Regions from separate parts of the Sus scrofa genome. Here region 2 is linked to region 1. A link is a contact called in public Hi-C data. All regions are on one chromosome and are shown on one strand. The core of a region is the stretch at or near the end of the contact, and the rest is flanking DNA. Distances in the headings are between cores, read along the strand shown.

What was found. Hi-C and Micro-C count contacts between places; a contact is called where the count stands out from the background.
Region 2: a contact with region 1 is called in a Hi-C map of skeletal muscle, with 7 times the contacts expected there. The contact joins the promoter of STBD1 here to the promoter of FAM47E in region 1. A contact is called at or near these places in 1 of 5 promoter capture datasets (liver), 6 of 47 Hi-C or Micro-C datasets (alveolar macrophages, epiblast stem cells, fetal liver and 2 more) and 2 of 2 datasets of contacts at active chromatin or transcription factors (alveolar macrophages and skeletal muscle).

The regions. Positions count from the first base shown.
Region 1 is chr8:71,938,457-71,942,262 of Sscrofa11.1, forward strand. It overlaps FAM47E (protein FAM47E), which reads left to right and starts at 1,841. Exons shown (of 8, transcript XM_013978791.2): 1 at 1,841-2,135. The coding sequence starts at 2,062.
Region 2 is chr8:71,980,893-71,984,698 of Sscrofa11.1, forward strand. It overlaps STBD1 (starch-binding domain-containing protein 1), which reads left to right and starts at 2,095. Exons shown (of 2, transcript XM_003129093.4): 1 at 2,095-2,944. The coding sequence starts at 2,278.

The sequences.
Region 1 (3,806 bases), core at 591-3,090:
ATGGCCTGGAGCCTCCTCCCTTTCTGACCCCTACAGTCTTACTGCGCATGTGTAATTGGGGAGCTCTCCTTGACCCCAGGAGTGATTGAATGGTCATCTTTCTAGATGGAACATGAAACAAGGCCTAAAAGGACACAGACTCCCTCTTATCAAGCAGGCCCATGTAACGGATAAGTTCCCAAAGACAAAGATAAGCCCCAAGGCCACAGACTACATTGCTCAACAAAACGCCCCTGTCTATAAAAAAATCAAGCACTCCCCTGCGGCGGTGGGGAAGTCTTGCCTGCTCAGGGTTTGAGACCAATGTCTTGGTCAACAAACTCCCCTGGCAATCTCATTGCTCCAGCCTCTGCCCCCTCCTTCCCAGCCATTCTCACAATCTTATCTCTGGATTCCAGCGGAGCTCAGCTCCTGCAATTACCTTTTTCCTTTAAGTGTCACAGAGAAACAAGGCTCAGTTTCCTGGGCCTAACAAGTCTCAGCTGTTTTCAGCGCAGGGGCCCATCTACCTCCTGCCTCAAAACCCTGTAAAAGGATCACAAAGACCCGGTCTGTTTTATTCCCCATTGCATCCCCAGCACCTAGCAGGGCCGTAACAGACAAGATGTGTTGAATGAGCACCTACTGTGTGCCATGCACAGTACTAGAAGCAAGGTGGACATGACCCTCACTCTCAGTCCTAAGGAGAAATCCTACTTCCTCAAAGTAATAAAAGCTTGAATTTGCAATCAAACTAGTATTAAAGTTCTTATCAAAGATACTAATAAACAACTAATGGGGCTCATTAGCATGATGACATTTGTAGCTTTCTCCATGAACTGACTCATAACAGCTCTGTGAAGTAGCCAGGCAAATATGATCATTCCCCAGTTCACAGCTGAGATAATACTACTACTCTGGAGTTCTCGAGGAATTCTTACCTGCCAGCACTGGGTTAAATGCTTTCCATTCATTATCTCATTGAATTCCCCAATAACTCTATGTGAAATCAGTGAAGCTAAAACAAGTTTCAGCAACTGTGCCTGGGGGGGGGTGCATAATTATTAAGTGACAGAATCATGACTTATCTCAGGAGGTGGGACTCCAGGGCTTTCCACTGTGCCCAGAAAAGGCAGCAGAACACACGCAGCGAGTGAAGATGCTAGAACCAGTAGCAGCTGGGGCACCTTTATTACCACGCGTAGATATTTAACAGGTGCCCAAGGGGGAAGCTAATTTACTCCCAGGAAGTTTGAAGACACATCTTTAAATGACGACAAAAAGTATTCCCCACACACAAAAGTATTGCACGATAACAGACACAATATAACTACTGCAATAATTTTGCGAGAAGAGAATTTTTTGCTCCTATTTCCTCTAGAAGCGATGCTTACTATTTAAATCAGGAACACTCAGAAGTAGCAAGAGAACTTGGCAAACCCAAAACACAACTTCCCTCAATCCATATTCATCTGGGCATCTGCCTACCAGGGCCAACTGCATAGCAATTTCACTGCTGAAGTGCGTTGAGGCAAGAGTCAAGTAACACAAATCTGGAAGGGACTCGAATCCAGCTGGTGACTAGCTAGATAGCAGTACGCAGCCCTGGATTTACAGAGGCGGTGAGGCTCACGGAGTACCCAGACCTCCAGAAAATCATTCCGTGCCAAAAGGCCTTCTCACGATTAGAAATGGGTCTAGTCTTTTCACTCTTTCTCTTGCTGCCTCTCCAGCCGCGATGTTCCTTTGCTTTAACAACAAATTTTTTGAAACGATGGTGACCGCCCCCCCCCCCCAAAAGCCTGAACGCGCTTTCCCAACAGATTCAAACACGATGACACCAGAACCTGATCCTTCGTACTTCGGCTGCCAAGGTCCACGCACCGCGGCGCTGGCGAAGGCTCGGGGGCGGCGGGAGTTGGGGGGCGCAGGGACCCCAGGGCCACGGGTTCCCGGGGAGCAGCTGAGCTGCGCAAGGGCGCGCCGGGGGCGAGTCTGGGCCGCGCACCACTCCGCGGTCTCCTAGCGACCCGAGCGGCTGGGAACGCGCCCTACACAAGGCCGAGCGGGCAGCCGGGCACCATGGCTGACCGCAGGGTACGGTTCCCGCCCGCAGCGCAGGCCCGGGTGCCGGTGGGCATCAGCTGCGGGCCCCGGTAAGCGCGCGCCCTCGCGAGGGCGCATCGGGCCGGTGCCACTTGGGGGCGCCTGCACCTCGTGCTTGTTGGGGCTGGGGACGGGGGAGGGCCCCGGGCCGCGGAGGGAGGGCTCAGCTGCCTTTCACTCTCAAGGTGTCCCGCTCCTAAATGACCGGAATGGAATATAACCGCGCGCGCGACGCCCCTCACTGCAAAGGACATCTTTCTGTTATCCTCCCAACCCCTCAGGAGATGGAGATTAATATACGCCTTCCTGATGGGAAACTAATAGTCACAGTCTTCCGCGGAGACTGGTTTAGTCTGCGACCCACCCTTCTCCGGGTTAGCAGCTGGATCTTGCACCTTGGCCACCCAGCTGGTGACTGCGGCCAAGCTGAGCCCGTGTTTGGGGAGTGCCTCGGGTACTGGCGTGTGTCTGCTGCCATTTTCGATGGTTGGTGTCACTGCCACAGGGCAGGAAGCCGAGGCTCTTTGCTAATTTCTTGATCTGTATTTGAGAACGGAATTAAGCTGTCCTGGTGGCGGTTAAGATTCCAAAGTCTAGAATCAGAAAGGCTAGCGGTGAAGGGACATTCTCCTCTTATTTGACGGGTGACCTTGGGCAAGTTAGCTGCTCTTTCCCGGCTGGGTTTTCTTAACAATAAATGGGGACAATAAAAGGAATTAACTCTACAGTATTGTAGTGAAGATTAACCTACATGGCACACGTTAAGCAGTTACGGTCACATACACACGCTGTGTACATGTTCGCAATTAACCAACTCTTTGAGAATCTTCTCCCACCCCCATTTTCAAACTTTCTGTTTTGAAATAATTATAGACTCACAAGAAGTTGCAGATATAGTGCAGAGGTCCCATGTACCCTTCCTCCAGCTGCTTCCAGTGGTACCATCTTGCATAAAGATAGTACTGTTATGGAACCAGGAAATCAGCACTGGTGCCATATGTGAACTAGACTGTAGACTTTACTTGAATTTCACCAGTTTTCGTGTGTGTATAGTTCTGTAAAATGTTGTCATGGGAGTTCCCGTTGTGGCGCAGCAGAAATGAATCTGACTAGGAACCATGAGGTTGTGGGTTCAATCCCTGGCCTCACTCTGTGGGTTAAGGATCTGGTGTTGCTGTGGCTGTGGCGTAAGCTGGTGGCTACTGCTCTGATTCGACCCCTAGCCTGGGAACCTCCATGTGCCACAGGTGCAACCCTAAAAAGAAAAAAAATGTTGTCTCATATATACATCAAAATACAAAACTTTTCTTCGCCATAAGAGAACTACTTCATGCTACCCCTTTATTATTACTCATTTTCCCACTCACAGCCCTTGGCAGCCACTAATTTGATCTTCGTTTCTATACTTTTGTTCTTTCGAGGCTGTTAGGTAAACAGAATAATAATATGGTATAAAACCTCTTGACACTGGCTCTTTTTCATTCAGCATAAAACCCTTGAGGTCCATCCAAAATGTTTTATGCACCAGTAGTTAGTTCATTTTTACTGCTGAGTACTATTACATGGTATGGCTGTACCACAGTTAATTTATCCATTCACCTGTGGCAAGACATTCAGGTTGTTTCTGGTGTTTAGATACCATGAAAAAAGCTGCTATGAACATTTATGTACAAGTTTTTGTGAAAACATAAGTTTTCGTTTCTTTAGGACAAACGTCTGAT
Region 2 (3,806 bases), core at 845-3,344, 43 kb after region 1:
GTTAAGGATCTGGTGGGCATAGGTTGCAGATGCAGCTTGGATCCTGCTTTGTGGTGGCTGTGGTGTAGGTTGGCAGCTGCCGCTCCAATTTGACCCCTAGCCTGGGAACTTCCTTCCATTTGCCACAGGTTCGGCCCTAAAAAAAAAGAAAAAGATAAAATTTACTTGACAAAAAAACCCAAATCTGCATCTTCATTGTACTTTAAAAATGCAGGTAAAATCCATATAAAGAGGTTAACAGTACTGCTTCAGACTGTGACCACGTGAAGCTTTTAATTCATTTACTTAATCTGTACTTTTTTTTTTTTTTTTTTTTTTTTTTTTTGCTTTGCCCCCAGAATGTGGAACTTCCTGGCCAGGGATCAAACCTGAGCTACAGCAGTGACCTGAGCCACTGCAGTGACAATTCCAGATCTTTAACCCACTTCACTGCAAGGGAACTCCTCAACCTGTACTATACTTTTTGAGGGATGGCTTCAGGAGTGTTTCAGGTGCCAGGAATTCAGCAGAAAACAAAGGATAATACATCCTGCTGTCAATAAACCCTGCTTTTACATTTTTCTTTTCTGGCTTCACCCTCAGCATAAGGAATTTTCAGGGCCCAGGACTGAATCTGGATCCTTAACCCATTGCACCAGGCCGGGGATTGAACCGGCAATGCCACAGACACAAGTCAGATCATTTACCCACTGTGCCACAGCAGCAACTCCTAGTACATTGTAAGGAGAGGAAAGTGGAATTAGGCAGAACAAATCCATGGATTCTACACTGTATTAGATTTGGTGTCCTAAATGGTAAGGAGAAAAATAAGGCAGGAAAAGGGCACATGGAGAAGGGGATGTATGTAATTGCAATGGGGATTATCAAGGGCAGATGACATTGTGCAAAAAAGAAGAGGGAAAGGGAGAGAGGCTGGATGTCTGGATGGCTATCTGCAGGAAGGATGACTCAGCCAGGGAGGAGGAGATGGAGATGAGCTGGGAGAGGACCTGGGGGACAGATGCTATCCTTCTGAAAGGTTTTTGCTAGGAGATGTAGAGCAATTGGAGAGTCTTGAGCAGAAGCCCAGAAGATGGGAGTGTTTAGACAGGATCATTCAGACTGCTGCTTTGAAATGATGTAGGGACTCAAGGGTGGAAGTGGGGATCCCTGGGCCAGGTGATGGCAGTAATCCAGGAGAAACGTAATGGTGGCAGAGCAGGGTGGCACTCGCTGCAGGGAGAAGTAAAATTCTGAATATATTTCGAAGAAACAAGACCAGAATTTGCCACTGCCTCCAATGAGTGGGGGTAAAAAGAGGGTAAGATGACACTTTTTAGCAAGGAGAAAGGATGTGGTCGCCACTTCCTGGGATGAAGTGGGAGCAAGGAACAGTTTTGGGCATGTCAGATTTGAGTGAGCTGGGTTTGAGACGTCTGTTAGCATCGAAAAAGCAGGCCCAAGCTGGCTTGGTCTCCTTCCCCACTTTCCCTCTCCCCCTGACCTTTTGATGATAGGGGCTGTGACCTGAGCCAAAGCACCAGCATCAGCAGCTCTACTGGCCCAGTCTTGCAACCTGTCAGGGACTTCTGTCTGCTCGTGCACGGGGCACATTTGAGCGATTTGTTTTACCAGAGAAGCCATCGTAGTAATTACTCCAAGGCGAATATCTGCCAGCTGTGGCCTTAGCAGTTGGATGTAGGAGCGTGTAGGTCAAGGAAATGGCTCTCCCTGCAGATACAAATATGGGGATCATTAGCTTGAAGCTGGTGGGTAAAGCCACCAGATTGGCAGAAGAGTGAATTTAGAAAGCAATGTATATAATTCTTAGTTCCCAGGGTGGTGGTGGTTGTGTGAGAATCAAACTAAATAAATACATTAACACCAGGCACACCCACAGCACTTAAAAGGCCTTTGCAATTTTTATTAATAAACCCGTCTGCAGAAACCTGCCTCTGGGCAACATCCAGTCCAGTCTGGAGGGCGCGCATTTTGTGACAACCACGCACCCCAAAAAGAGGTCGAGGAAGAAGCAATGACTGGATGTGTTTGAGATGACTGGCATTTACTGATGGATGATCTTAGCCCAATCCCTTCCTTTTCCGGGTGGGAAGGCGGAGGCTTGCGGAGACCAAGTGCAGCTAACGGGCGGCGGAATGGAAGTTCTACCGCACCCGCTGTGCTCTGGATCTACCCCAGCTCACCCGCCCCAGCCCCGCTCGTCTCCGACGCACATCGGCGTCTTCCGCGTCGAAGTTCTAGGAAGCTCCGGCTTCTATGTGGCCGCGCTGCTGCTGAATGTTTGTAAAGAGGAGGCGGCGAGGTGCCCGGAACTGCCCCAAGCAGGGCTGGGCCTGGCGGGCAGCTGCAGCGGGAAGAGCAGGCGGCGTGGCCGGCGCGGGTTGGCGCGCGGAAGCCGTGCGCCCTGGGGTCCTCAGCCATGCGGGACGCACTTGGACCCGGACGCCCAGTGCTCCCGGCCGCCGGCGACCGGCGGGGTCGGGAAGGGAAGAGGTTGGAGAAGGAGGGCGCTCGCGTATCCGCCGGGCCGGAGCCTGGGGCTGCAGCCCCGGGGCGGGGAGTGGGGCGGGGCTGGGAAAGTTGAGTGTTAGTCGCGGAGGGCTGGGCTCCGCGTGGGAGCGCCTGCGGCCAGGGACCGTAAAAGGCTGGAGCGGGTTGGGTAGGTGTGGCTCTGCCTGCGTGACCCGAGCCCGGGCCTCGATCGCCGTCGTCTCCCGCAGCTGCGGCCTCTCAGCCATGGGCGCCGTCTGGTCTGCCCTGCTGGTCGGAGGGGGTCTGGCCGGAGCGCTTTTCGTTTGGCTGCTGCGGGACACGGGAAAGGAGGGGGACGCGGAGCAGCGGAAGGACGCTCCTTCAGGGGAGGCGGCGGCTCCGGGAGGCGATCAGGGTGGCGGCGGCGGACTGAGCCCTGGACCTTCTAGGCGGGAGCCGGTCACCAAACCAGGTATTCTTCCTCCCTGGTCTTGAGGGCAGATCACCAGGGGGGTTAGAAGTTCCCCGAGGGAAGGAAAACCCCGTCTGGAGTTCCGTGGCGGCCCATACCCGGGGGCTAGCTTCCCTCACCCAGGAGTGGACCCTCCCCGCGGCCCGATTTCCCCCCAGCTGGTGTGCACGCGCCGGGCGGGTTCTCGCCTCCAGCGAGGCGAGGCCCAGGAGATGCCCTGGCGGTTCGTCCAGGGCCGCGCCCCGCTGAGTCGCTGCCCTCAGCTCCAGCCCGCGGGGACCTGCCCCTGCCCCTCCGGCGGGGTTGGGTTCCTCCGCTTGGCGGCGCTTGGTGCAGTGCGGGCGGCTGCGGCGGCGGCGCCCCTTCCGGGCCTTCGGAAAGGAATGCTTCGGGTTAGGGGATCCCGCCACCCTCTCCAGTATCTGACGGAGCAGGAACCCAGTCTCAGCCCCAATCCCATAGCCTCATGACCTCCCCTCCTTCGCCTCAAAAGAACCGCGTTTGGGGACGCCAGAGCAGTGAGCAGCCCCCGCTATCTGGATGCTTCTGTTGGGGAGGCAAAGTTCAGGTTGGACTCTGGCCACGAAGGCCTCGGCTTCATGAAGCCCTGAGACTGCGAGTTGTCGGCCCTTCCCCATGATCACACGAACAGTGCGTGGTTGTCTAAAACCCTGGGGAAGAGACACACTTGGCACTGGACCCAGCTCCCAAAAGCAGACCCAAGTCCCATAAGCAGGACTGACGCCTAGGTTTACATGTCCACATTTTAGACCCTGTGCACCAGGCAAAGAGCCCTGGCAGAAAACCTCACCTTCCCGGTGCCTGGACTCCAGCCTAATGGTGAAAATGACATCTGCGAACT